Regions from separate parts of the Sus scrofa genome. Here regions 2, 3 and 4 are each linked to region 1. A link is a contact called in public HiChIP or PLAC-seq and promoter capture Hi-C data. All regions are on one chromosome and are shown on one strand. Each heading gives the region's core, a stretch centred on a gene start, on an enhancer-like site or on the middle of the called end of the contact. The rest is flanking DNA. Distances are from core to core; before and after follow the strand shown. Region 1 holds the start of DNAJA1 (DnaJ heat shock protein family (Hsp40) member A1). Region 2 holds the start of DDX58 (DExD/H-box helicase 58). Region 3 holds the start of TOPORS (E3 ubiquitin-protein ligase Topors). Region 4 holds the start of NDUFB6 (NADH:ubiquinone oxidoreductase subunit B6).

Region 1 (7,449 bases), core at 2,303-4,802:
AGAGCTAGTTTTCTTGTTGCACCATTATATAAATCTTCTAAAGTTACTGAGAGTTGATGCACAACATTTTTACCTAGAACAAAATATTACTCATTAAAAATCTAAGATACTGCATCTTTTTTTTTAATGCAATCAAAAACATTAACTATGAGTTCCTGTTGTGGCTCAGTGGAAAAGAATCTGACTAGTTTCCATGAGGATGTGAGTTCAATCCTGGCCTCGCTCAGTGGGATAAGGATCCTATGCTGCCTAGAGCTGTGGTGTAGGCTGCAATTGAGGCTCAGATCTGGCATGGCTGTGGCCAGCAGTGCAGGTCTAAATCAACCCCTAGCCTGGCAACTTCCATATGCCTCGGAGTGTGGCCCCAAAAAGCAGAAACAAAAAAAGGTCACTGATAAGCTTGATAAATCCTTAAAAAAAAAAAAAGTTAACTGCAAAATCAACTGAGAAAACCAATGTTACTTAAAACACAATTATTTGCCAATAAATCACCCCAACTGCTCTTCTGTCCCAACACATTCTATGACTCCTTCACTTACTATGGTATTTAGTGAAATTACATCATCCAAAAAGTCTTCACACACTAAGTTCCAAAAACTCATCAAGTTCAGCCAGGAAAGCTGATGTATTTATCCTGTCTCCATATAGGAGTATCGATCCAGAAATGCGCATTTACTGCTGAGCCAGCACTAACTGTTTAAAGGCTAGATTTCTCATTCTTTACCATAGTGCAGTCCAATAAAACTTTCTGCAGTGACGGAGATGTTTTATATCTTGTGCTATACAACAGTAGCCAGAAATCACACATGGTTGTAGAGCATATAAATATGGCTACTGCAGACTAAATAACTGAATTTTTATTTTTAAGATAATCTAAATTTGATGCAGCCAGTGGCTACAAAGGAGTGACATATCTCATCTAGGAATGAGAACTAGAAGATGGCGATCATATAAGGACAGAGGCTACAGAATGTACCTGCCAATGGTTAATAAGTTTCTAACTAGTGATTCTTCCTTCCACAAGGACTTTATCCACCATGAAATACTGCCTTACGTCTAAGTGGGAGAAATTCTCAAACTATCTGATCGACATGAAAAGTAAAGTACCATTACCTTCCTCTTCTAGACCCACCTTTGGCTTCTGTATCACAAATATAATTCTATGTGATTAATTCAGGCATGGTAACAGCTGCCCTTAATTCAGCTTTGTATGTTTCAGAATATAAGAAATAAAGCTTCTAAAATTTAAGGAAAACTTTCGAATTATCACACTTAAAAAATAACCTTTCATTGATCTAATACACACAAAGAAGAGTTTGCCAATCAATTGATTTTGACTGGAAATTGTTTTAAGGTAAGTTTCTTAATATGGCACGTATTTTAGTACAATACAACTGAAGGTAGATTAAACAGAGACCAAGCTTTTTGAAGGCAATGAACCTGTGTTCCAATCCAGACTCTGATGCTGGCTATATGTGACCCTGACAAATATTTAGGATTCTGAACTGTAACTCCCTTCGACTGGGTGTTATTCACTTTTGACTACATCCACTATTGGGGTTGAGGAGTAGGTGTGTAAGTTCTGAAAATCAAAACATATAAAAAGGGTTTTGAAAATTTTATGCTCCTGTAACTTTATTCATTTAATGCTTGACAACTTCAACAAAGTCCTATGTATCTGAAGAGCTTTAGAAACACTCATTTGTTAGCACCCTATTGGCTATTTTTAGTTTCATCCAAACTCATTTTAAAAAACTATCATAAAATGTTTACAGTCAGCTTGCAACATTACACTAACATGTGAACAAGCATTTAATAATATGTGAATTCTCAAGAATTCGCTTTAACCAAATTGGCTAATTTGCTATATGTGGACTAAGTCATTCTTACCTCTCCTTTCTCTCTGCATCCTTCCTCCTCCTCCAAAAAACATATCAAAGATATCCATGGGGGAGCCAAAACCACCACCTGCTCCACCTTCTTTAATTGCCTGTTCTCCTCCTTTATCATATAATTCCCTTTTCTTTGCATCAGAGAGCACTTCGTAAGCTTGAGAAATCTGTTTAAACTGTGTGAGAAAAAAGGGGATAAATTTCACCAAAAAAACTCAACTGTCACAAAGCACAGCCACTGTATTAGACATACTCAATTTCATGTTGTAATGGAAATACCATACACCTGGCAAGAACTACCCAGTTATGTTAAAGTGTGAGTATGGTACTCGCCTTCTCTCCTTCATTTGGATTCTTATCAGGGTGGTACTTCAAGGCCAGTTTCCTGTAAGCCTTTTTCAATTCTTCTTGGGTGGCATTGGGTTTGACCCCCAAAACATCATAGTAAGTGGTTTCTTTCACCATTTTCTACAGCCTGAAATAAAAAAGTTCAATTTTAACTACTTTCAACTGGTAGTTTTAATTAGTAAAAATCAAGAGTTTAGGCAAAGAAATTTGTTCTTTGCCAAATCTGATCATAAGAACATCACCTTCCCTAAATTTCACAGAGACGGTAACAAGTCCTTTGATAATTCAGCCATTAAATTCTAACAGACTAAATATAAGCTAATAATTATCAGGGAATAATTAAGAAACCTCCCATACTACTTTGTTCCCACTTTCCACCTGAAAACCTCCATCTCGATTCTTCCTGTCTCCCCTCCCCATTAATGACAGGGCAGTAAAGACAAGACGCACTAATAGGTTCAGTCCACTGTCATTATCATCTTTGGTAAATCTGATAAACCATACACTTCCTAGAAAAGACGTCTGGGCACAAGGCGGGGAGGAAGCTCCAGAAAGCAAGCTCCCCTCCCCCTCAATCCTGAGACTGTTTCTCAATCACAGGACCTACAGCTTCTCTGCTTTGAACGCCGAACCCCTCTTGCCCCACAAGCCAGCATAGCTTACATGTTCTTAGGTTTCCCCCTGCACTTAGCGCCGAGCGTTGGGCTTCCTTCCTTTCTTCCTCCGACTCAGGAGCGAAGGGGTGGGAGAAGCCCAACCCTCAACAAAGAGAAGGAGGGGAGACCGGAGATGCGAAAACCGCAGCCTCCGCCAAGCTCCTCCCGCAGCCCCTCGCCCCTGGCTCCTCCTGCGCGTGCGCGCAGAATCGCCCCCACCCCCACCCCACCCCCAGCGAGGGCGGGCGGAGGGAAACCCGGAGGCGGCAGATCCTTGGAGACCCCCGGCTAGATAGGCGAGGGGAAAGCTTCTGGAACGGTATCGGGCCCAGCCGTTGCGCACCAGCAAGGGCTGCCGGGACACCCCCATCAATTCTACAGAAAGGGAATCGAGGATACAGGAACCGACAGCCCCGCAGCCCACGCGGAGCCAACCGCCACTTGACCGCGGCTCCATCCCAGTTCCCGGAGCCGCTAATGGCGCAGGCCTGGGGACCAGAGGAAGCGTGAAAGCAGAAACTCACCGGTGAGCGGGCCGAGGCCGATGTGGGGGAGCGGGAAGGAGCGCGTTTCTGTGCGCAGCTCGGGCAGCCGCCGCTCCTCCGCCTCTCACCGAGCGTTCTGGAAAGTTCCGCCCGGCGCGCCGCAACCGTCGTCTTTTGTAGCCGAGTCGCGGCGCGTCACCCGCCGGAAGTCCCACCCCCTCCGGCTGCTGCCACCGCCCCGCGGTTACCTGGGCAACGGCGCGGGGGTGCTCGGAGTGGGAGGGACTCAGCTGAAGGGCCTTGTGGGGGTGGGCTCAAGACTGGGTTCCTGCAGCTCGTAGAACTTTCTGGATCCCCTTCCTCCACCCAGCGGGCCCTAAAGTCTGGAAGTCTTGGGCGGGAACAGGGATTTGCCCAGTAGCGCTGCGATTCCGTTCCGGGCCAACTCAGGATTCACAATCAGGAGAGCCGCCGCCACCGCCGCTTGCTAGAGCTCGGAGAGCTGGGGAACAGGGACGCTGGCCGGGGCGGTGTGCGGTACAGGAATCTCTCAGAACAAAGCCTTGCCGCACCTGCTCTCCGCCGGCGCGTTTGACACCGCTTTTGGCGTCTCTAACCGGTTTAGTTTCTTAGACCTGAGGTTCTGGGAAGCCATGGAGCATGAACTTCTGATCAAGACGGTTGTGGGCTCCTGAACAGTCTCAGGCCTTGGATCTTGCTTTTTTTAACGCGCTGTCCAAAGCCTCGTAATTCACTGAACTGCGAAGTTGGAAGAACCCTCCGTGCAAGTTTTGGCCCCTGTACACACGATATATACTTTGGGCCTTGTAATACGTTGTGCTCAGGCAGCTCTAAACAGGGAAACGTTTGGAATACTTTGGTGCAAACCCAGGGCCTTGGAACCTCTCAGGCCAGGCATTCACCTGGTTTGGCTAGCCTAGGCACAGTAACACCAAGAGTGGCAAACTTTTTTTTTTTAAATAAATGTTATTAGAGTTGACTTATAAACATGTTTCAGGTGTCATCAGTTCACTTGAAATCAGTATATCAGTTATACATATAGCCATTCCTCATCAGATTCTTTTCCTACATAGATTATTACACGGATGGTTTTAATTATTGGACCTAACAATTAAGTTCTACCAGTCTGTGAGTCTGAATCTGTAGTTTGCAAAATGAGTCCTTGGGGCTTTCAGATGTTGAGCCTGGGGCATAATGGCAAATGTGGTCTGTTTTCTTTATTTAATAACAAAACATTGGAGTATCTAGCATCGGAGAAGATGTAAAGTTGAATAAGCTCTGTACACATTTTAGTAGGGAGACGAGAAGTGAACTAACTATAAGGGAAGTGGAAGATAGAGTTCAGCGAGGAAAGATCTTGTATGTTCACTTGATGGAACAGAGAAAGCTCCTTTGGGAAAGTGGCAGTTGAGCTGAGTTTTGAAAGAAGAGGAGTATTCCCAGAAAAGGACAAAGTGCAAGGGAACCTAAGGTTAAGGTGTGAAAGAATATGATGCTTTTAGGAAATTGCAGTTATTTGACTATAGCCAGAGCTAAGAGCTGGAGTGACAGGAGGTGAGGCCTCAGAGGTAGTTGGAGAGCACCTGTTGGTGTATCTTACTCAACTAAGGATTTTGAACTTTACCCTGGAGTTATCCCCAAGCTTATCACCTCAGCCTTATCTCTTTAAGTTGTCACTATCTGCATTTTCCCAAATGCACTTTTTCACCTGTTTTTGCTTGTGCTCCAGCTGACAAACCCTTAACATTTCCAATCTTAGGTGTTGCCATCTCAGATATCACCTCAGGTATAAAGGGCTTTGTTTTGTTTAATCAGCAGTTACTAAAAGTTTAGTACTGGAGTTCCCATTGTGGTTCACCAGGTTAAGAACCCAGCTGGTATCCTTGAGGATGTGGATACATCCCAGGGGACACCTCTCAATGGGTTAAGGATCAGCATTGCTGTGAGCTGTGGTGGCAATTGCAGATTGCTGTGGCTGTGGTGTAGGCTGGCAGCTGCAGCTCCAATTCAACCCCTAGCCTGGGAACTTCCATATGCCTCAGGTACTAACCCCCCCCCCCCACAAAAAAAAGAAAAAATAAAAGTCTAATATTGCCAGGCAGTGAACTAGGGCTTGATAATATAAAAATCACCTAAATTCTTGTCCTGCCCTCAAGGATGAATGCCAATGTTAAGCATATGAGGTAAACATCAGTATGGTGTATATTAAATCACATCAACCAAGATTTTCCACAGTGAATGTTACCATGCTTAGTGTTTCTTAAATGTTACCATGTTTAGTGTTTCTTTTTGCCTGAGGAACCCAAGTGAAATTCATACAAGTATTAGAAAGATGAAAGTGTGATACAAACATGAAGATAGCTTAGAACTAATAACTTATCACTCCAATGGCAAAGTTAGGTGATGCTTAGTTGTCTTAAAAAACATTATTAGAAGTTCCTGCTGGAGTTCCTGTCGTGGTGCATTGGAAACGAATCCGACTAGAAACCATGAGGTTTGGGGTTCTATCCCTGACCTAACTTAGTGGGTTAATGACCTGGCGTTGCCCTGAGCCATGGTGTAGGTCACAGACACAGCTTGGATCCTGTGTTGCTGTGGCTGTGGTGTAGGCTGGCAGCTGTAGCTCTGATTTGACCCCTAATCTGGGAGCCTCCATATGCCTCTGGTGCAGCCCTAAAAAAGCAAACAAACAAACAAACAAATTCCTGCTGTGGCACAGTGGGTTAAGAATTTGACTACAGTGGCTCAGGTCACTGTGGAGGCTAGGGTTCAATCCTCCACAGCTCAGCAAAATGGGTTAAAGTCTGTTGTTGCTGTAGCTGTCGTGTAGGTCACAACTGCAGCTTGGATTTGATCCCTGGCTGGGGAACTTCCATATGCTGAGGGTATGCTACAAGGGAACTCCCTTAAAAAGAATTCTTATTTACATAAAATACAAAAAGATTAGCAGTAATTTAGAATATGATCTTTTTCGGTGAAGAAATAGGATCATTTTTTACGTGTTGTTCGCAATTTTCCCTTTTCACTTAATTTATTGTCATCTTACCATGTCAGGATAAATAAGTCTGGCTTGTTGTTTTTAATAACTTCATAGCGTATAGTGTGTAGGTGCTATAATTTATTTAACCACTCCCCTATTGGTGAGCATTTTGGTAATTTCCACTGCGTTATGAATAATGTTGCAGAGAAATTCTTAAATATACCTTTGGGTAATTGTGAAAGTATTTCTGTAAAACAGAAATGGCTTTGTCAATGTGAATGCAGATTTAAAATTGAATAAATAACTTTCCATGTTGGTTTGTACTGTCAGCAGTATGTGAGTGGGCCTTGCCTATATGGGAGGGATCTTTTTTTTTCTTTTGTCCTTGCTAACCTTTTTTAGAGATTAAAAAGTGATATCTTTTATTTTAATTTAAGTTTCTTGAATAGTGTAGTTAGCATCTTTTAGATATTTACTGACTGATTTTTCTGTCAACTGTCTATTCTTACCATTTGCCCACTTTTCTCTGGTGTCTTTGCTATTTTAATAACATATAATAGCACTTTTATATTAGGGATAGTAGGTTTTAGTGTGTCATATGTTGTGGTTATTTTCTCTAGTGACTTCATGCCTGTATCTATATGTATACATTTTGGCTGTATTAAGTTTTTAATTTTTACGTAGGTAATTTTTGATTACTTTCTTTTTTGGCTTCTCGGTTCTTTTCTTCTCCCTTCTTTTCCCCTCCTACTTCTCCTTCATTTGCTATGTTTAAAAGCCTTCACCAGAGTTCTCTGGTGGCTCATTAGGTTAAGGATCTGATGTTGTCACTGCTGTGGCAAGGGTGTGATCCCTGGCCTGGGAACTTCTGCATGCTGCAAGTACAGCCAAAAAAGAAAAAAAGCAACTCCACCAGTCCAACATTATGAATGTTTACATGTATACTCCCAGGTTTTTTTCTAGTGCATTCATAATTCCTTTTTTTTTTTTTTTTTTTTGGCTGCACCCATGGCATGCAGAAGTTCCTGGGCCAGGGATTGAACCTGCACCACAGCAGTGACAATGCT
Region 2 (7,449 bases), core at 2,141-4,640, 450 kb after region 1:
TGGGTTCTTAATCTGCTGAGCCACAGCAGGAACTCCGAAGTTAAACTGTTGTAAAGAATCTTTAAATAGAACTCTAAGATGAAGTAGTTTCATTGGTGAATTCTGTTAAATATTTAAGGAGGAATGATACCAGTCTTAAACAAACTTGTTTTATGAGACCAGCATAACCCTGAAGAGAAAACTACAGACCAATATTCCTTATGAATAAAATACAAAACATTAGCTTATTAAATCAGAAATATATTTTTAAGGAGTTCCTGTCGTGGCACAGCAGAAACAAATCCGACTAGGAACCATGAGGTTTTGGGTTTGATCCCTGGCCTCGCTTAGTGGGTTAAGGATCCAGCGTTGCTGTGCACTGTGGTGTAGTTCACAGACACGGCTCGCATCTGACATTGCTGTGGCTGTGGCGTAGGCCTGCGGCTATAGCTCCAATTAGACCCCTAGCCTGGGAACCTCCAGATGCTGTGAGTGCAGCTCTAAAAGGACAAAAAAAAAAAAAAAATTTTAAAGTGTGCTACATCATGACCAGATCCCAAGAATTCTAGGTTGGTTTAATATTAAAAAATGAATCAATGAAATTAAATATGTTAATATATTATTACCTCAATATATTAAAAAAAAAAAAGCTGAGATATTCAACACCCACTCATGATAAAAACTCCAAGCAAACTAGGAATACAAGAAAACATCAGTATCATAATGGGTATGTAAGAAAACTAACAGCAAACTTGTTTACCAAGTCCAAGCTCATATTCCTTGCAGCACAACAGGCCAATAAATAGATGAGTTGGGGGCAAGGAATAGCAACTTTATTTGGAAAGCCAGCAGAAGGAGCAGATGGTGGTGTCCCAAAGAACCATCTTGCCTGAGTCAGAATTCAGGCTTCTTTTATACTAAATGGAGAAGAGATGTAGCTGGTTGTTGCAAACTTCTTGGGGCGGGAATCCTTTGTTCTTGCAGCTATCCATGTAGGTCTGGTCAGAGTGTTATTATAAACCTCCAAGGCAAATATTGTTATATTCTCTGCAGCAACTTTTTATCTCTATATGAGTGGAAGTTTTTTACCTTGGAAGGTCAGAACCTTGAGAATGAGCTATCCCGTATATTTCAGGCTCGAGGCAACATTCTTTTGAGTATGAGGAGCTCTTGGTGCAGAGCCAGCATGGCTGAGCACAAGCAACAGAGCACACGTTTAGAGCTAAAGGAGTATATTCAATATGGAATCAGGTTTATTCTTCTCTGTTACAAATTTTGTAATTAAAGAATGTTTCCCTGCTGAGATTAGTAATAAGGTAAGGGTATCAACTCATCACTTTTATTCAACTTTCTATTGGAGACCATAGGTGTTGCCTTAAGGAAGGGAAACAAAATAAAAGGCATGAAGATTTGAAAAGAATAAAACCAGGTATTCACAAGTGACATGATTGTTTACCTAGAAAAATTTAAGAGATATACAGAACAATTACTAGAGCTAAGTAAATCAATGAATTGCATAATCCAAGTGAATTGTGTAATACAAGGCCAAGAAACAAAAACCCCTTTTATTTCTATGTACTAGCAACAAACACTGAAAATGAAACTTTAAAAACAATTCAATTTAGGGAGTTCCTTTCATGGCTCAGTCGTTAAGGAACCTACTAAGAACTATGAGAATTCGGGTTCCATCCCTGGCCTCGCTCAGTGGGTTAAGGATCCAGCATTGCAGTGAGCCGTGGTGTGAGGAGATGTGGCTGGGATCTCATGTTGCTGTGGCTGTGGTGTGGGCCTGGCAGCTGTAGCTCTGATTAGACCCCTAGTCTGGAAATTTCCACATGCTGTGGGTGTGGCCCTAAAAAAAAAAACCAAAAAACCCCTCAAACAATTCAATTTACATTAGCATCAAAGAACATAAAATAGTTAAGAATAAATTTAACAGATATGTATAAGATTTGTACTCTAACTACTATAAGATATTGCTGAGAAAATTAAAGAAGATTGAAATAAATGAAAAATTGTTCATGGATTCAAATATTGTTAAAAATGTCAAATCACCCCAGGTTCATCCAATATGCTTTTTTTTGGGGGGGGTAGGAATTGGCAGGTTGATTATTTCATAGTAAAATGCAAAGACCCCACAATAGTCAATATAATATTTACCCAAAAAAATAAAGCAGTATTAGCAAATAGATAAGTAGAACAGAATAGGCCTGCACATATACAGGCAATTGACTTTTTTTGACAAAGGTGCCAAGGCTATTATTCAACTGGAGAAGGAAACGTTTTCAACAAATGAAATAGTTTGTGGGGAACAATTAGAAGTATGGGAAAAAAAGAAGCCTTGACCCTTACTTAGCTCACACCACAATGAGATTAATCTGAGATATCATAACCTAAGTGTAAAAGCTAAAAACACAAAGATTCTAAAGGAAAACAGAATATCTCTATGGCTTTAGAGAAGGCAAAGATTTACCAAGGCAATAAATAAAACTTAAAAGAGAAACTGATAAATATCTTTGTGCTCAAAGGGCACTTTTTTTTTTTTTTTTCCGGCCTTTTATGGCCACATCCGTGGTATATAGAGGCTCCCAGGCTAGGGGTCCAATCTGAGCTGTAGCTGCGTCCACAGTGACGGGGGATCCGAGCGGCGCCTGTGACCTACACCACAGCTCAGGGAAACGGCAGGATCCTTAACCCACTGAGCGAGGGTAGGGATCGAACCTGCGTCCCCATGGATGCTAGTCAGATTCGTTAGCCACTGAGCCACGATGAGAACCCCTCAAAAGACACTTTTAAGAAAATAAGTCACAGCCTGGGAGAAGATATTTGGAGTGCAGATATGGCAAAACTCCAAGCCAAATCCAACAAACAAACACCAAACTGTCCCACGTGTGTATTTCCTGTAGGTGCATCACCTGTCGACCCCACGCCAGGTGGGAATGAGCCCCTGGACGGCCATTTTGGAAGGTGACGTCTTCCTGTAAAGTTAGACTCTGCCCTTCCGACCCACACAACTTGGGAAAAGTGGTTACACCGCATACATTTGCCAAAACTCAGAACTGTACGCTTAAAATCTGTGCATTTTACTGTATCTCGACCGCTGTAAAAGCAAAACGAAGAGAAGATGAACCTCAAAAAGCAATCCCCAGGGGTCCTCTTGGGGCGCTCTAGATCCGCGAGCGCCCGCCGGTTGGGGAACCACGCATCCGAGAAGAAATGAAACCGCGCTGGGAAAGTGAGGGCTCGGGGGTTGGGCCGGTTCCGCCCTTTCCCAACTCGTCGCAGTTTCGATTCTCGGTTCTTCAGCTACTCCGCCTCCCGGCGCGGGGTGCTTTTTAGGAGACTCCCGGCTCGCCGGGCTTTAGTGCAGCCAGGCGCAGACGAGGCGCGGCCAGAAGCTGAGCCGGCAGTATGACAGCAGAGCAGCGGCGGAATCTGCACGCTTTCGGGGACTATGTCAGGAAGACTCTCGACCCCACCTTCATCCTGAGCTACATGGCCCCCTGGTTTAGGGACGGTGAGTGCTTCCCAGCCGCTCCTGGCCCTTGGAGCAAAAAAACCCAGTTCAGGTCTTATTTCCCTCTTGCTTTCACCTGTTTTTTCACTCAATACTGGGAGCTTGCTAGGAAGGCCGGGTTTGTGGCAACATCTCCACAGCATTTTAGACGAGATTGTCGGAGTTTGAGGTGCCCGACGAGGTCAAGAAACTGAGTCTCAACGAAATGAAATGACTTGCTTAGGGGTGCACAACTGTTTACATTAGAAGCTGGGGAAACAAGTCACTGTCCGTTTTATTGGTTTCTCCTAATAGTTCCATTTACCGTGTGTTAGGCTTTGTGCTGACATCAAAGATTCAGAAATAAGATACAAGTCCTTCCTTAATATACTTTACAGTCTCAGAATTTGGAGGTGGGAGACGGTGATTACAGAGTGCAGTCAGAAGGCCAAGGATGTTGAGGCTTACTCTGCGGGACCTTATTTGCACTTGCAAGTAACTGGAAGCTTGAGAGGAGCAAGACTCCCTGGAGTGAAAGGCTCCAGGCTTCGATTCAGGTTGAATGTAGTTCATGGGGCCCATGATGATGGAGAATGGCCATTTTACCAATTTGTGTAGAAGTGCATGGTGGTGAGGTGAGCAGGGGCTTGGGGAATAGAGGGAGACAGTGGTGCCTGGAAGAAGTCGAGGTGAGAGAGGGGATCTGGCTCCCCTACAGAGCTTTCCTGCAGTGAGGCAATTTTTGGAAATTGCATTAAAGCAGGCAGGTAACTTGAGAGCTAACTGCTGTGTAAAACCAAACCACAGGCTGTGGAGTGAGAGGTGAAAGAATGCCACCAACATAAATGGACCCCTCCACACCACCCCACCCTTGCTTTCTAGTTGTGCTTAGAGAGAAGTAACAAAATAACATCATAATAACCACAGAGGAGCTTGGGTCCTTGAAGACTCTAAGTTGGACAAGACCTCTGTATCTCTTTTAGAAATCCTTGGAATGAGTGACACCTAATAATCATATTAATTTCCTTTTTCCCATGCACTTGTGTATTGATTCAATAAGCCAGAACTCATGTGTCAGGTATTAGGCTAGCTTTGGAGGGAATTTACACATATTACTAGACATATTGTCTAATAGGAAGTGTTCTGTTGGGAACTGAGGGATCTATAGAAATGGTTCCTGTCCTGAGAGAGAGCAGAGAGCATGTGTGAATGCATGTAACCAAATCAGTAAAGTGTGGTGAGTGCTTTGATGGAAAACCATAGTGTGCTATGGGAGTGCATAGGTGGAGTAGTTTTTCAGAGATAGTAATTTTAATTTATAGTTATAATACAATCACAATAAAAACACCAAAGGTAAGTTTAAAAAAAGTAAGCTGAAGAACATTTTGTATACTCTTTTATTGTTTTGTTTTGTTTTAGGGCCGCACATGTGCATATGGAAGTTCCCAGGTTAGAAGTCTAATTGGAGCTACAGCTGCCTGCCGGCCTACACCTTAGTCACAGCAACACCAGATCTGAACACCGCAGCTCACGGCAACACCAGATCCTTAACCCACTGAGGGAGGCCAGGGATTGAAACGGTAACCTCATGGTTCTTAGATTTGTTTCTGCTGTGCCATAAGGGGAACTCCTATACTGCCTTATTTTTGAATGTCAAAGATATCATAGAGTTTTTATTTTGAGCCCTTCCCCAGAGGCAACTGTTTTCATTTAGTTTACACCTTTCCTGCTTCTTTCTTTATAATTTATCACAAAAACTTTTTGCTTTCTCCCCATCTTTCTCTGTTTTCTATTAGATTGATAAAGTTTCTCTATCTCCTGCTTTTTTCTTGGCTGCCTTAGAAGTTCTGATTTCTGTTTTAACTTTACTTGTGACAAATATACTTTATCAGTCAGGATTCAGTGAGGATTCAGGGTTCAGAGACACTAAGGAGCATTATGGCTGGATAGAAGCTTTTTGACTTATTTTTTTGCTTTCGTTAGAAGGCAGTGGGAACTTTTATGCCCATACAGAAGTTTCCCGTGAACACCGCCCCCCCATATATTTAAAGTACATTAACAACATCCACTGTCTTACTGTGATTCCTCTCTCCACATGTTGGATATTGTGCATGAGTGGCCTCTTGGGAAAGGAGCACTGCAGCCATGTTTTTCCCGGAGCGCTTGCTTGGTTACTGGGGTGCTCTCGGGCTTGGCTTATTCACAGTTATCCAGGATGTTTCAAGGTAAACCTGGGTATGGGTTACAGATTTTTTGCAACATCCCTTTGGAGTCAAGCCTAACTCTTATCCAGCAGGGGCACTGGTGGGCAGTATTCTAAGCACTTGTCCATTCTCTCAGCAACATATTCTAGACACATGCATGAGGCAGGTACTTTGTTGATGATGTGAAGAGAAAGATGAGTACAACATGCTCACAGTCACCCTCTAAGGGAGAGGATGCCTCCCCCCTCCCTGCTCGATGAGGACTCTACACTATTCAGTGTTAGCACTCCAATCAGAAGCATGGAAAGACAGCAAGAAAGCGCAGGAAAGAGATCAATAAATTCTGTCTTGGGAAGCTGAGGATGGCATCACAGAGTGGCCAGGAAGGCAAAAGGAGTGGGAGATACTGACTGCCCCAAATGCCAGTTCCCAAGCATTCAACTCTCGGTGCTTTTGAGGAAAGTAGCACAACCTAGTAGCAGCAGATATAGGGGCCAGGTAGCAGCAGGCTTGGCCCAACCATGTGCAGAGTGAAACTAAACGGACCAGGGTATGGTGAGGCATCTTACCTGGGAAAGTCTCAGCTGTGACTGGACCAACCTAGACCTCCATGTGGAGAACCAGTAATAGCTGGTAAGTAGCAGGGATGCCTGGAAACAAGAACCCAGCTGTAAGGACTGGGTTTAGGAATAGAATTAACTCACTCAAAGGAACAGGGTAGGATTGTGTGCCCAAGGAAGCCGGGATAGGTGACAACATAGGTTACAGTTATGGATTGAATTGTTCCCTCCTCCCCAAAAGATATATTGAGGTCCTAACTCCAGGGCTCAGAATGTGACCTTATTTGGAAAAAGGATTTTTACAGAGGTAATTAGTTAAGATGAGGTCATACTGGAGTAGGCTGTGTTCCTGATCAAATGGGACTGGTGTCTTCATACCAAGACTGCCATGTGCAGACACAGAGAAACAAAGAGAAGGCCATGTGAAGACAGAGGCAGAGATTGGAGTGATACAGCCACAAGCCAAGGAATGCCAACAGCTACCAGGAGCTGGGAGGGGCAAGGACTATATATGGTCCTCTAGAGCTTTCAGAGGAAGTGTGGCCCTGCCAGAACCTTGGTTTCAGACTCTAGCCTCCAGAACTGAGAGAATACTGTTGTTTTAGCCACCCAGTTTATGGCAATTTGTTACTGCAGACACAGGAAACTAATATAGGTGGTGGAAATTAAAAAGACAGGGGAGTTCCTGATGTGGCCCAGTGGGTTACAAACCCGACTAGTACTCATGAGGATGCAGGTTTGATCCCTGGCCTCACTCAGTGGGTTAAGGATCCAGCATTGCTGTGAGCTGTGGTGTAGGTTCAGACACAGCTCGGATCCCTCATTGCTGTGGCTGTGGCGTAGGCCAACAACTGTAGCTGCAATTCGACCCCTAGCCTGGGAACGTCCATATGCTACAGGTGTGGCCCTAAAAAGCAATAAATAAATAAATAGGCAGACAATGAAAAGTGTTGGCAAGGATATGCAGAAATTGGAATCCTCATAAATCGCTGGTAAAATGGTAAAGCTCCTTTGAACAATGGTTTGGCAATTCCTTACAGTGCTAAATGTGGAGTTGCCATAGGAACCAGCAGTCCTAGATGTATACTCAAAAACAATGAATACATATCCACTCAAAAACTTGTACATGAATGTTCATAGCATTACTATTCATAAAAGACAAGCTGTAGAAACAACATAAATGCTTCTTAACTGATGAATGGATAGAATT
Region 3 (7,449 bases), core at 2,313-4,812, 420 kb after region 1:
TCTCCATCACTGCAACCATACTTAAACCCAAGATCTCTAGATGATGCGTAGTAGTATCTATCACATTTATTCTTGGAGGTTTGAGGATCAACAGCAAGTGAACTGTATCCCTTGCTGCCACAACCACACCCATTATCCTGTGGTGGAATTTGGACAGCATAGCAATCACTGGTTCTTGGCAGTCATTTGTTCTGAAACCCCCCAGTGGTCAAACATTGTAAAGACTCCTAACCCTTGTGTGGGAAGTTACTTGAATGGACACTGATTTTGCTTTTGGAAGGAACACCTTTGTTCATTGTTCTTTCTTGCCCCAAGTTCAGACAGGTTCTGTCTTTTCCATTATTAACCCTAGACCACATCTAAAATGAGTCCTTAGAGTTGTATAGCCTTTACCTCCAGCTCACAGAAGGTTGAATGCAGAGGTTGTTTTAAGCTGAAACATTCATAGGCTTTTGCTGTCTGTGGTTGGTTTCTTTGACCATCGAGTTCTTACAACATTTGGCAGGTGTGGAAAGAAAAGTACTTGGTAGGAGTCTAATCTTTTTGCTTCTAGTCTGCCCCACGTGTCATATCTTTGCTTTCTCTACATAGTTCTCCAATTTCTTTGTCCTCATGCAGCTGCCCCTTTCTACTCAGGGGCAGCTATATGGAGGCCACCTGAAACAGACTCTGATTCAAAGGCTACTACCTTTACTTTTGATCTTTGCCATAGTTTTATTGGGCTTCTCTTTCTCAGAATCTTTTCAGCTTTAGCTGTTACTGTTTAGAGATTCAGAGACAGATCAGTCTGATTTTATAATATTGCTAAGGTCTTCAATTTTTAGATTCTTATTTTTATTTCTCCTCTCAAATCAGCTACTTACGCCTGAGCTTTTTTTTTTTTAATATATAATGATTTTTATTTTTTTCCATTATAGCTGGTTTACAGTGTTCTGTCAGTTTTCTACTGTACAGCATGGTGATCCATGAATTTGTTTCTTAAAGTACATTCCTAAGGCAGCCATGGTAGTTACACACATAGTGTAACTTTTTTTCAGCTAGTTCTCCTGAGGTCTCAAGTTCATTAGACAGTCTGCTTCTAAGTTAATAGCACGTTTTATTTCCATCTTTCAGCTTCCAATGCCAGTGTTTTTGCTGCCAGGCTGCTAAGCCAGTGCCATATGGCTCAGTTTTTATTACACAGCATTAGTACCACTTTGTTACTAATTTCTGTGTTAGGGTAATGCTAGCCGTGGTAACAAGTTTTCCCCAAAATGTATTTTGGCTTAAACATAATACAAATTTACAATCCTGAGCAGTACCAGGTTGGGAACAGTTCTCCTCAGTCAAGTCATGGACTATCAAGCTGACAGAATCTGCTGTCTTAACAGAGCTGAAATTCAACCTAAGTACTCTGCTTAAATTATACAATTTGTCAGTGGAGGGTTCCAGGATTCTCACTACTTGGCTCTGGCTTTAAAGTCTGTGCCCATTCTGCCAAACACACTATATCTATGTTTGGAAAGACACCTGAACCAGCTAAGACGACAAAAAAGTGATGGAAGAGAACAAAAACAAAGCACAAAGGTGCAGCTACTGTCTTTGGAAAATAAAATGATTCTTCTGGAGTTCCCGTCGTGGCGCAGTGGTTAACGAATCCGACTAGGAACCATGAGGTTGCGGGTTCGGTCCCTGCCCTTGCTCAGTGGGTTAACGATCCGGCGTTGCCGTGAGCTGTGGTGTAGGTTGCAGACGCGGCTCGGATCCCGAGTTGCTGTGGCTCTGGCGTAGGCCGGTGGCTACAGCTCCGATTCAACCCCTAGACTGGGAACCTCCATATGCCGCGGGAGCGGCCCAAGAAATAGCAACAACAACAACAAAAAAAATAAAAATAAAAAATAAAAAATAAAAAAAAATAAAAAAAATAAATGATTCTTCTTTTGGCACCTCTTTTTAAAATCCACTTAACAACCCACCTGCATTACCGAGGTGTCTCTTGTTGGGGTGATTGTAAGCTGCCCAGGGAAAGTGTGCATTCTGCAACACCTGAGCCAAACAGTAAACTGGTGATGGCCTAACACATTCAGTTTCTGGGAACACATTACCTCCTTATTATTGAAGTGAAGATGTTTCCCTGCAACTTCTTTCAAGGGATTCTCCTATTTCTTGGGGCTAAGCAAAATAAAGATTATCTCTTTATCACTTTGTAAAGTCAACTTTCTTGTTCTTTCTGGTCATTTTGCTTGAGTGAAACTTCCCCTCTTCTTTCACTTACACCTTAAGACTTTGAATACTGGTTGCTTATCTTCAGACAGCATCTATTTTGCTTTTGTCCCTTTTAAAGTGTGAATGACAGAGCTGAACTAGATTTTCCACAAGGTCTATCCACATGGTGGAACTATCACCTCTGAAGACAAGATTTTTCACTAATGCATCTTTGTTTTTCTAGGGTGATACAATCCTGGAAACTGGAGAAGTAATCCCACTAATGAAAGAATTTCCTGATCAACATCACTGAAGATAACTTTAAAATTTCAAAGGCATATGAGCTATATTACCACACTTACTGAATATATTTTCTGGAAAAGTAACTTTAATAAAGTTTACTCTCAGATATGTGTCTTTTTCTTCCCAAACATTATACAATTTGAGACTCTTTGAATTATTTAATAAATAAAAACTGGGCATGTTAAATGATTTGAGCAAGTCACTTTTTTGGCCATTCTTGATTTGGAAAGAGGATGTAGGAAATTTAGTCACATGATAGTTTTTTTCTTACAGTATGTAATCTAGTCTTATGTGAAGGTATGCAACATAATGAAATCATGCAATAAATATAAGAAATTTTACACACTTTCAATTTTTTCTTTTTGCCTTTTAGGGCCGCCCCCCCCCACACACACATGTAAATTCCCAGACTAGGGGTCTAATTGCTACAGCCATGGCCATGCCAGATCTGAATTGCGTCCACCACCTACACCACACAGCACATGCAACTCCAGATCCTTAACCCAAGGAGTGAGGCCAGGGATTGAACCGGCATCCTTATGGCTACTAGCCTGGTTTGTTACCGCTGAGCCACAATGGGAACTACAGATTGTTTTAAAGAAGGCTTTTTGAGGCATTTCAAAAGTGTTTTAGAAACTAGCTTGAAAGGCTGTCAGATCCAGGTTCTTTGTTATATGAGATGATAAAAGACAAACCCCTAAATATTTGATAAATTAATACATTAACGGTTATTACAAAAGACTACACCAAAATGAAAGTGGAAACTTGTATTAAGGATTTTATTGTGAATCAAGACGAGTCCGATAAGCATGAGGTAAAGAACTGTATATACATAGAATTAAATTCAGAGGCGTTACAAATGTTCATTCGTCCCGAACATTTTGTCTGGGTGTTCCTTCTTTAGCTGTCGCCGCGCAGCTACAGTTGATGCATAGATGACATATCCCCATGAGAGTAGTACGACCGCGAGGAGCAACTGAAAAATGCAAGAAAAGGAGTAAAAGCAAAAACACGTGAGTGGCATTTCCTCCCCGCCCCCATCAGACAGCCCTGCACGTTGCCAAGGTGCAAATTTTAATAACAAACGAATAAATGGGGTTCCGGAGGCGAGTACACCAAGCCGCCCTGACGTAAGAAGCGGAAGAGCGTGTCCTCCAGGAAGAGGCGGAGTCGAGGTGAGGGAGTGAAAAGCTTAATTCAGGAATGGATTTTGGAGTTTTTGGGCGCTGAAGAAATACGGGGCCTTCCACCCGCGGGCCGGAGGAGTCGAGCCCTTGGGGCCCCGCCAGGCCCGGGGCCTACCGCTGAATAAATCCGGTCTAGGGTGCGGCGACTCACTGGCTTCATGGTAAGGAGGCGGCGGCGGTCCACGGGCACGGGCGGAAGCTACAGGCCTTGTAGTATCCTCCGGGGCGGTGGCTGCCGGGCGGCGGCGGCGGCGGCGGCCATCTTGCAGCCGGGCGCGAGCGCCCGCCCCGTCGCCTCCGCGCGCGTTTCCCATCGAGCGGCCGGCCTCTTCCGCCCGGAGCTGGGGGCGGGTCACGTGACGGCGGCCTAGCCCGCCTTTGAGGGAGGAGGTGAGAGAAACGAGGAATTATTTACTTCAAAAGTGGGTTTTTTGTTTTTGCCGCTGAGAGGGATAGGCTTGACTCGTCAGCCGATCTTCCTTCACTTGCTGTGCAGTATTAATGCAGGATAAGGTACTGTCGTGTGCATTTAAAAGTTTACTTGAAAAAAAAATCCACGTTTTAAATATTACACCGGCGTCCAGCGGTGGAAGAATTAATGTTTCCTCCGGGACTTGTTCCCACAACATAGGTAGTCGTTCGTGTATATTTATCTTTGAAGTAAGCTAGAATGCCGCCCGCTTTTATGTTAACTAACGCATCGTTATGGGAGTCCTTGTTAATTGAGCTTCTTTAAAAAGTCTTTGAGAACGCGATGGCTTGTTGATGCCAGTGATACTTATAAAAAGAAATCACCTGGCACGGACTACCTAGCCTAATGTACCTGCCAATCAACAAGTGTTGGTTGAACATTTGTGCTCAGAACGGTAGCAAGATCAGATAAATATTAAGCCAAAGGACGGAGTTCTGTACTCGGGCCGTTGTAGTAAGTTCAGCTCTAGAATGTTTGGGACGCGCACATTTGAGGCCTAACGGTAGAATGAGGCAACGGGCCGCTTTAGGCTCTAGATGTCTTGTCTCTAAGTATCTCAGTTATGAACTGCACAGAGTTTTCATCCAGCTTTCGGGGAGTGCGGAAGGAGGAAAACGTCATCTGGGGACGATTTCAAGGCTCTGTGGTCATAGGTAAAATCCCTGTTTATCCCCAGACTGGAATAGATCTCTGTCTCTGAAGACTGTAAACCTCGGACTTGGGATTCCATTCGAATCCCGGTGTTGGTTGGTAACTGCAACCGAAAGTCACTTCAGCTCCGTGTAACTCCGTTCCTTTATCTGTACAGCAGAGAGTTTCAGTAACTTCTCAGAGTTTGGTGAGGTTTGAAAGGAGATCGAACTAGTTACCGTGTCTTCCGGGTAAGGTAGAAGCGAACATTAACCCCCCTGCCGCCACCCCCCGAGAGATTGATAGTAACAGGAGTGAAGCTGTGGTAGCGATTTCTGTCTGGGGGGTGCTCTCGCCGCTCCCATTCCTGGGGCGGAGGGCGGTGGACGGTGGGGGAAGGGCCGGGTCCGGGCTGCGCGCGCTAGGCCCCGCCCTCGCTGCTGGCGTCTTCCACCGCGCATGCGTTACGTTGGCGGGTGCTGTGTTTTGACGCGCTGGGCCTGCCAAGTGGGTTTTGCCTTCTGCCACCGCCCCCAAGCTGCCATTGGTGATGATCGCTTTACGTCACAGGGGTCGCAGCAGCCGCCGGGGTCTCCGCTGTCTCGCGAGGAGGGTGAAGCGCCCCCGCCCGCTCCGGCTCTTGAGGGCCGGCGGAGAAGTCGCCGGGTTCGCCTTCGTGGGTCCTGCCGTCACCGACCCAGCTTTCTGGGCCGCCGGGAGCTTGCCACGAGCGCCCCAGCCGGGCCTGCACCGGCATCCTCCGAGGTGAGTGAGATCGGGAACAATGGGGCGCGGAGGTCGGAAGGGCTGGGCGAGCCCAAGCTCCCGCTCGCATCGAGGCCCAGGGGCGCGGGAGCTGCGGTCGGGCCTGAGGGGCCGTCGCGACCCGGCGGGCCGGGGTCTGGGACAACGGCTCCTGCGGCACACCTGTGGATCCACGCGGTTCGGGTGGGCGGGGAAGGGCTGCGTTTCTTAGCAGCGCTCCCGAGAGCGCGAGCGCGGCGGTGTACTAGATGGAGCTTGGTCGTAAGGGAAAAACCTGACACAAAACACAAAACAGTCGAGTCTGAATCGTGGCGTCACCTCTGTCAGAGATGTGACCTTGGATGGGTTGCCTAACCTCTCTGAGTATGTCTGTAAAATGGGAATAACAATATTTTAGTTCGTTGTGATTATGTAATGCACGCGGTGCTCACCCTAAGGAAGGGACTGTCGCTGTGGCTGTTGGAGTTGTCTGTGTACTGTTACATCCCTTGAGCCTGTGACTTCTTCATCAAGTCAGTGCAGCTTTTCTCACGGGCTGCTGATTGGTAGACTGGAAGGGGGCAGTACTGAGAAAAAACAAATAGTGATTTGAGTGCAAAAATGGATAGAATTTTTGGTAGGTAATTTTCGAGATTTTTTTTAGATGAATAACAACAAAGCTATCGAAGATTTAATAGCCGGTGAGAGTTTGGGGTTTTTTGCTTGTTTTTAGTCAATGACTTGCACAGTCACTCAAAGCAATCTTATCTGGAATGAGTGGCTTTAGAGGGGAATGGTTTCCAAGTAGTTCTTTTTAATTGCTGGAAATGAAATTAAATTTTGTGTTATGGTCAGTAGATTCTATAACTTCTGTTTGATTTCTTTGGGATTGGTGATGAAATTACAGTTCAGAAAGGTACAGTGATTTCTTTACTGTCAAAAAAGATAAGGCCCAGATTACTTTTAATACTTCGGGGTGTATATCTAGTTCATCCACTTGGTGAACCCATTTTAGCTACTTTGCTTAGATGTGTTAAATGCAACACTGATATTAATATGAAGATCATTTAGTTGTTATAGACTGTCATCTTTCTGGGCATTTATAATCCATCATGGGTGATGGAAACGACCAAGATTAACTTTATTTTCACATAACATAGAAAAACAGTATTAAGTTCTTACTGTACAGCTGTACATCAGAGTTCCCGTTGTGGCGCAGTGGAAACAAATCTGACTAGGAACCATGAGGTTGCGTGTTTGATCCCTGGCCTCACTCAGAGGGTTAAGGATCTGGTGTTGTGGTGAGCTGTGGTGTAAGTCGCACATGTGGCTCAGATCTGGCGTGGCTGTGGCTGTGGCGTAGGCTGGCAGCTGTAGTTCCAATTAGACCCCAGACTGGGAACCTCCATGTGCTGCAGGTGCAGCCCTGAAAAGACAAAAGACAAAAAAATAGTTCTTACTACACACCAAGTACTGTGCTAAATGTTTACATGGAATATATCCCTTCACACAACCACTTTTTTTAGTTAAGTACTGTTACTTAACCTATTTTAGAATTGAGAAAATGTAAGGTTTTGAGGAAATAAATAACTTTCTCCAGATTACACCCTAAGAAGTGGTTTTGATTCTCAGCCCTGGCTCTGCATTTAGAATTAACATCAATTTCTTCATCAAATGTAATCAACAAGTGATTAAATTGTATGTATATATAGTGATAATTTAAGGAGTGCCATAAAAGACAACTTTTAAGGAAGCGTGGCTTTATTAAATATTTAATTCTGCAGAGAAATCCTACTTTGTTTATATCACTGAAGTTTTTTAAATGTCCAGTCCGTGGTCTAATTTAGACTCTAGACTCCTGATTATTTATCACTTCCCACCTGCCCCTCTGATCCATTTTCCCTAGATATGTATGCTTGTTGATTATCT
Region 4 (7,449 bases), core at 3,504-6,003, 400 kb after region 1:
AATTCAATGGTTTTGGACAAATGTATAATAACATATCCATTAGTATGATAGTATCATACAGAATATTTTCACTGACTTAAAAATCCTCTGTACTCTGCCTGTTCATCTCCCCACAACCACCCCTCCCCTGACAACCACAGATCTTTTGTCTCCATAGTTTTGTCTTTTCCAGAATGTCATATAGTTAGAATCATAGAGAGCTTCTCAGTTTGGTTTCTTTCACTTAGTTATGTGTAATTAAGATTCCTCCAGGAGTTCCCTTAGTGGCTCAGTGGTAATGAACCCAACTAGGATCCATGAGGAAGTGAAGTGGGTTTGATCCCTGGCCTCACTCAGTGGGTTAAGGATCCAGCATTGCAGTGAGCTGCGGTGCAGCTCACAGATGAGGCTCAGATCTTATGTTGCTGTGGCTGTGGCACAAGCCAGTGGCTACAGCTCTGATTTGTCTCCTAGCCTGGGAACTTCCATATGCCGCTGGTGTGACCCTAAAAAGCAAAAAAAAAAAAAAAAAAAAAAAAAAAAAAAAAAAAAAAACCTCCATGTATTTTCATGGCTTGACAGCTCGCTTCTTTTTGGCACTGAATAGTATGCCATTGTCTGGATGGATCAGTTTATTTACCTATTTACCTACTGAAGTACATCTTGGTTGCTCCGAGTTTGGGTAATTATGAATAAAGTTACTGTAAACATTTGCGTGCAGGTTTTCGTGTGGACAAATTTTTAACTACTTTGGGTAAATACAAAAGAACAAAACTGTTGGATTTTATAGTAAGAGAATGTTTCGTTTTGTAAGAAATCTGCAGTCTTCCAAATTGGTGCCATTTTGCATTCCCAGAAGCCATGAGTAATTGTTCCTGTTCCTCCAGTTCCTCCCCCACAGCATTTGTATTGTCAGTTGTCCAGATTTTGGCCGTTCTAATAGGTGCGTAGTGGTATTTCATTGTTACTTTGCACTTCCCTGATGTCATGTGATGTGGAGCATCTTTTCCTATGCTTACTTGCCATCTGTACATCTTTGGTGAGGTGTCTGTTAAGGTGTTTGGACAATTTTCAAATTGGATTGTTTGTTTTATTATTGTTGTTTGTTTTATTATTGTTGAGTTGTTTATTATTGTTGATAGAGTGTGGGTTCTCTATTACTCTTTTTTGCTCTCTATATATTTTTAAGAAACTGAGTTGCTTGTCTGAAGTTTTTACAAACTGTATTTTTTAATGTATCATTTTGATGTTATAAAAGGAGTTCCTTTCCCCCCGTATTTATTTTTAAATTATTTTCCCCTTATAGTTGGTTTACAGTGTTCTGTCAGTTTTCTACTGTACAGCAAAGTGACCCAGTCATACATACATATGTACATTCTTTTTTTAAATAAGTGGTTAGATCTAGAAACTTAATCAGATTCAATTGTTTGGCAGTTACTTTACAGGCAGTGAGGCAGTCTTCCACCAGGTGGCGAAGCTGCTGTCTTTTTGAGATTTCAGCCTCTATTGATGGGGACACTGATTCATTGACAAACTAATGGTTGCAAAATAGTGATATTCTAACTCTGCCATTCTTTTTTTTTTTTTTTTTTTCCTTTTGGCTGTGCCTGCAGTATGCAGAAGTTCCTGGGCCAGAGCCACAGAAGTGAAAATGCCACTGTACCACCAGGGAAATATCATCCATTCTTCTTTTATTAGGTTTTTAAGCCTCTTCGAATAAATTTCCACCATCAACTATTTTGTTACTTTAAGATGCAATTTATATAAAGAGGCCAGAAAATGCTTGATTTTCCTGTATTCATCAGTTTTCAAAATAATGAGTTGGTTCCCTAACACCATCAAAAAGTGATCAGTGAGGGTTTTTTTTTTTAATCATTATGAACTCAGTTTGATATGTGAATGTATTTGATATTTTCCATTCCACTGAAATCACTATACTTATTGATGCTCACATCATTTCATCCTTGATGAGTGGAAGTCTATTCAGGTTGTCTCCTGAATCCTTTTGACATAAACATAATAGTCTTTAAAAAACTTCCTTGCTTTCTGCTAAGACAGGATGTTCCAAGCTTATTTAGCATTTCCTAACTGGACCCTGAAATTAGTTATTTCTCCAAGGCATGGTTCTCAAAAGTGTGATAGGGGAACCCCTGTAGTCCCTATGATCCTTTCATGGGGTTTATGAGGTCAAAACTATTTTTATAATACTACTGACATGGTGTTTGCCCTTTTTAACTCTCACTCTCTTGCAAATATATATGGAGTTTCCCAAAGGTTACATGATGTGTGATATTATGATTATGCAGAAGCCACTATAAGAATTCTGTCACTTATTAAACCAGACATTAAAGAGATTTACAAAGATGTAAAACAATGGCACTCTTCTAAGTAATTTTTGTTAGTGGATATTTTGTTATTTTTAAATGTTTTAATTTTTTTTTCTTTTTAGCGCTGCACCTTCAGGCTAGATGTTGGATCAGAGCTGCAGCTGACAGCTTATGCCACAACCATAGCAACACCAGATCTGGGCCACATCTTTAGCCTGCACCACAGCTCTCCACAACTCCAGGTCCTTAACCTATTGAGCAAGGCCAGGGATCAAACCTGTATCTTCATGGATACTAGTTGTGTTCTTAACTTTCAGAGCCACAGTGGGATCTCCTAAAATGTTTTAATTTCTAATTCAGTGAACATCAATAGATATAACCCACATAAACAAAAGTTCTTTGGGGCATCAACAACTTTAGGAATTTTAAGAGATTCGGGGGAATTCCCATCATGGTACATCAGAAACGAATCTGACTAGGAACCATGAGGTTTCAGGTTCGATCCTTGGCCTCACTCAGCGGTGCCATGAGCTGTGGTGTAGGTCACAGAAGTGCCTCGGATCTGAGGTTGCCGTGGCTCTGGTGTTGGCCGGCAGCTGCAGCTCCCATTAGACCCCTGGACTGGGAACCTCCATATGCCACAGGTGCAGCCCTAAAAAAACAAAAGACCAAAAAAAAAAAAAAATAGATTTGGGGAGCAAAATGTTTGAGAACTGCCACTCCAAGGAATACTTGGTTCCTTTTAATGGAAAATGGTATTTAAAGATCACAATCTAGGAACTAAAGATGTTCAAGGTTACTGGGTTGGCCATTGTTTTTAGCCATTTCAATGGGGAGCACTAAGACAAAAATTATATATATTTAAAGATGAAATACATCATTAGTTAATACTGACTCTGTCCAAATTTAGGACTACAGAGTTTTAACTTAAACTCATACAATTTATCTTTGTATCTCCTTTCTCTCATAACACAAATCCCGGCCTAAACGTTTATTTTCAGTTGCAGGTTAACAATACCATCACCACCATCACTATCAAGGATATGGTTACTTAAAACAGTTTGACTTCTTTCTTTCTCTTTTCTTTCTTTTTCTTTCTCTTTCTTTCCTTTCTTTCTTTCTTGCAGTTCTTTTTGTCTTTGAAGTATACCTCTCTATGGATGTACAATAATGTGATGATTTAAAGTTACCTGAAGTGGGAGTCCCCATTGTGGCTCAGTTGTAACGAAACTGGTTAGTATCCATCAGGAGGCAGGTTCGTTCCATCCCTGGCCCTGCTCAGTGGGTTAAGGATCTGGCGTTTGCAGTGAGTGGTGGCGTAGGTCGAAGACTCAGCTCAGATTTGGTGTTGCTGTGGCTGTGGTGTAGGTTGGTGGCTGCAGCTCTGATTCAACCCCTAAGACTGAGAACTTCCATATATCTCAGGTACAGTCCTAAAACGCAAAAATAAAGTTACCTGAAGTGGTGTGTGTTTTTGAAATTATGCCGCCAAGCAGTCAGATCCATCTATTTTTACTTTTGATTTTTAGAGGGTGCTTTTTAAAAACCAATTTGGAGACGTTTAGCTTCTATCCTTCTTGTTTCTAGCCTACCCCCTTCCTCTTCCTATAGGTAACATTAAAAAAAAAAGTAATTTTCCTTTCCATTATTTTAAAAACTTGAACAAACATATGTATATATATACATTTAGTATCACTACCACCCTCCCCTTTTTGGATAAAAGGTAGCATACTATACATACTTCTCTCCGTTTAGCTTTTTTCTCTTAACAACTTATGTACTCAGTAGCTCTCTCCAGTTTTATACAAAGCATTTCATTTAGTTATTGTACCACAACTTATTCAGCCAGCCCTTTACTGAGAAATTGAGCGGTAATTTACAGGATTTTATTATAAAGAGTGCTGCAGTTTGTGCACATTCTTTTCATATTTTTACCGCTGTATCTTTAGACTAGAGGTCTAGAAGTGGGATTGCTGGTACGAAGGGTGAACGTGTCTAATTCTGCTGGATAGTAAGCGACTTTCTACTTCTGCAGTACTGATGAAGGAACAGACGAGACAGCTGCTCAAGGACTCTTTACCAGAACATGGATGTAAAGGGTCCCCCACATACTCTAGGTTACGGGAAGAGGACGAATTCCAAGGTGGGAGAGGCAAATGAATTTTGCATGTAGAAGTCACTCATTGAGTCACATATTCACATACTTCCAGCTCCCAATACACCAGTTCTTCCTGGTCAGAGCGTTTAGTACACTGACCTCTGATACTTCCTGTTTTTCATTACTTCCCTCCTCATCCGGTAGCTAACTGTCTGCCAGTAACCGCCTCTCTCTGGAAATCTGGGCGCGTAAAGCGGTGCGGGGGTCTGCAGGAGTTTGCGCATGCCTAGTCACTACGCGCAGATTGGAGCCGCTCGAGGGCAGGACCCCAGTGACGTCGTAACGGCGCGCCGCTCCCAGGTGTCCTCGCAAGGTCGCTTTGCAGAAGGGGAAGCGCGCGTATGTGACAGGACCCTCGTTCAGGGGCGCGCCGTGTCTTGCTTCCTTGGTACCGGCGGCGACATGTCGGGATATACGCCCGACGAGAAACTGCGACTGCAGCAGCTGCGAGAGCTGAGAAGGCGATGGCTGAAGGATCAGGAGCTGAGCCCCCGGGAACCGGTGCTGCCCCCGCGGCGGGTGTGGCCTATGGAGCAATTCTGGAATAAGTTTTTGCAGGATGGAGCCCCCTGGAAGAACGTGGTGAGTGATGGCCCTCTCCCACCCCCGCCCCGTCGCGGTCCCCAGCCTGGCTGCTGTGACGCCTGCTCTCTGTAGCAACATTAGGTAGGGACTGATTCTCCCTTTCCCCGAAAGTACTGGTAGTTTCCCAAGGGGGAATTAGGTTCTGCCGAGACTTGGGTGTAGTGGGAACGCTGTCTGGTTCCTAGAGTCTTGGCCTGGGGGTCAGGAGTCCGGAGCACGTTTGGCTTTGGGATTGTCATACCATTTAACTGTCAGGTGTGATGAGTAGGAGGTGAATCTTTGCCTGGGTTTTACAGGATGGTGCAGCCTTGCATCTCTTTTGACTGTGGGAATCTTCCCTCAGAATGGTAGCCAAGGATTCACTAGAGTTAAAATTCAGTGATTTCGGTATTTGAGGACATTTGTCTGATCTTTGAGGTTGAGATTATAGAAACTAACTGCCATTACACCGAACCTAGAAGACAGTGTGCTTCTAACTGGTAGTACAGCTCCATGTAATCATCTTATAAGAATGGGTCCTATTGGGTTCTTACTTTATGCCTGACATTTTTCAAGGGTTTTACATGTGTTACTTAATTTTATTTTGGACTCCTGTAAGGTAGAAATTGGTCCTAATCTTAATTTTAAGTGTGGAAACTGAGGCCTACAAAAATTCAGTGATGTAGCCATGGTCTCAGGGTGAGGAATTCGAGTTCACATTGAAATCCATGTGTATCTACTTTCTTACTGAGCTACGAAGTCTGGTGCACATTTTTCTGAGCAAGTGGTATTAGATACTTATTTACGGTGGTAAAATTAAACTCTAAGTCAACTCTCCTCTTTTCTCCCTTTGGATTTCTGACATTTTACTAACTGATTTGGCAACCACTGGTTGAAAGTTGACATACCACCCATCAAGCAAGCGATTTAAGGAAGTAAATAATAATTTGTTGAAATCTGACTTACTTCATGTTAACCTTTTCCATAATCATATCTATTATAACACTTAAAATTTAGATTGTCCTTTCCCTGAAAGGATAGGTCCTATTCTTTCAAATTGGCTGCCCTGGAAAAGTTCCAGTTTTAAATGACTTTTGCCTTTCCCTTTTTTTTTTTTTTTTTTTTTTTGGTCTTTTCGGGGCCGCACCTGCAGCATATGGAGTTTCCCAGGCTAGGGGTCAAATCGGAGCTGTATCCGCCAGCCTACGTATGCCACAGCCACAGCAGTGCCAGATCCTAGCCGCGTCAGCGACCTCCACCACAGCTTACGGCAACACAGGATCCTTAACCCACCCAGCAAGGCCAGGGATCGAACCTGCGTCCTCACAGATGCTAGTCAGATTTGTTAACCACTGAGCCAGGACAGGAACTCCTCTTTTTAAAAACAGTATGTCTGAAGGCAGCTCACTGAGCATGGAACACCCCATCCCAGTATGTAAGACATCCTTTTTCCAGCATTAGTGTACTCATAATTATCTGCCTTACATCTTAGATGGTACAAGTGATGTTGATTATGTATTTGAAATTGATAAATTAGGGAAATGAAAACTCTGTATGCTGATTATTCTGGTTAAATCTATTAAAATTATTTTTTCATTATTTATGCCATGTTTTGTCTTAAACTTATAATAGGGATATTTTTAGAAGTCTTTTAAAAAACGTATATCTATAAATACATTACTATATCTCTGCAAAATACTGCTTAAGCCTCCTTTGCTCTGAACTCTGGAGGTGTCACCTAGTAGGCACTGTGTTTAATAAAAATATTCGAATGCATGAAATTAGCTGCAGACTTTAAGGAAATATGTAACATTTAGGGATTTTACAATGAGCATGACGTTGTTATAGCATTGATGCTTTTTTTTTCCTGCCGCAAATGTGAAAAAATAAGGTATCTATTTCTTGTATGCTTTTTCCCCCAGATCTATAAGACATACCGACACAGCATCTTTGCTGTTACTCATGTGCTTATCCCTGTATGGATTATTCATTATTATCTTAAATATCATGTAACTGTAAGTATGCTTTAAGTGTATGTTTTTCAGAATTTGTTTTTAATATTGTGCAAAATTATTTTCTATGCGAGTATGCCTTACTCTGCTCTACTTAATGGAAATAATCTGCCATGTATAACTGATTTTGAAGTTGAATCCTTTTAGGTAAAAGGTTTAAGGAAACTTAAGTAATGTATGGTTTTTCAAAAATTTAATCTTTATATTAGTTGCTTACAACTTGAGTTGTGTTTCCTCATAGAAACAACATTATGTGATCAGAAATGTAGTTGACCTGATAATGTGAGTGTAAACTTGGAGTCCTGAGTTGGAAGGGAGAAAAGAATTTCTGTTCCTTTTTTTTTTGAACACAGATCTAAGATAAAATTCAAAATAGTTAAAAGTTGTCTTTGTCATCTTACTATTCCCT

What was found. Promoter capture Hi-C pulls out the DNA fragments that hold promoters and counts their contacts. HiChIP or PLAC-seq counts read pairs in DNA pulled down with a chosen protein or histone mark.
Region 2: a contact with region 1 is called in an H3K27ac HiChIP or PLAC-seq map of alveolar macrophages. The contact joins the promoter of DDX58 here to the promoter of DNAJA1 in region 1. A contact is called at or near these places in 1 of 5 promoter capture datasets (liver) and 1 of 2 datasets of contacts at active chromatin or transcription factors (alveolar macrophages).
Region 3: a contact with region 1 is called in an H3K27ac HiChIP or PLAC-seq map of alveolar macrophages. The contact joins the promoter of TOPORS here to the promoter of DNAJA1 in region 1. A contact is called at or near these places in 1 of 5 promoter capture datasets (liver), 3 of 47 Hi-C or Micro-C datasets (heart right ventricle, liver and skeletal muscle) and 2 of 2 datasets of contacts at active chromatin or transcription factors (alveolar macrophages and skeletal muscle).
Region 4: a promoter capture Hi-C map of liver shows a contact between it and region 1, with 2.6 times the contacts expected there. The contact joins the promoter of NDUFB6 here to the promoter of DNAJA1 in region 1. A contact is called at or near these places in 1 of 5 promoter capture datasets (liver), 1 of 47 Hi-C or Micro-C datasets (embryonic fibroblasts) and 1 of 2 datasets of contacts at active chromatin or transcription factors (alveolar macrophages).

The regions. Positions count from the first base shown.
Region 1 is chr10:33,442,004-33,449,452 of Sscrofa11.1, forward strand. DNAJA1 (DnaJ heat shock protein family (Hsp40) member A1) reads right to left here and starts at 3,553. Exons shown (of 9, transcript NM_001244163.1): 1 at 3,421-3,553; 2 at 2,226-2,367; 3 at 1,891-2,068; 4 at 1-73. The coding sequence starts at 2,357.
Region 2 is chr10:33,888,421-33,895,869 of Sscrofa11.1, forward strand. It overlaps DDX58 (DExD/H-box helicase 58), which reads left to right and starts at 3,391. Exons shown (of 18, transcript NM_213804.2): 1 at 3,391-3,496. The coding sequence starts at 3,391.
Region 3 is chr10:33,862,405-33,869,853 of Sscrofa11.1, forward strand. It overlaps TOPORS (E3 ubiquitin-protein ligase Topors), which reads left to right and starts at 3,563. Exons shown (of 3, transcript XM_013980194.2): 1 at 3,563-3,835; 2 at 5,347-5,541. The coding sequence starts at 3,833. It overlaps NDUFB6 (NADH:ubiquinone oxidoreductase subunit B6), which reads left to right. Exons shown (of 4, transcript NM_001044554.2): 4 at 2,429-2,588. The coding sequence ends at 2,497.
Region 4 is chr10:33,844,590-33,852,038 of Sscrofa11.1, forward strand. It overlaps NDUFB6 (NADH:ubiquinone oxidoreductase subunit B6), which reads left to right and starts at 4,754. Exons shown (of 4, transcript NM_001044554.2): 1 at 4,754-5,046; 2 at 6,951-7,043. The coding sequence starts at 4,867.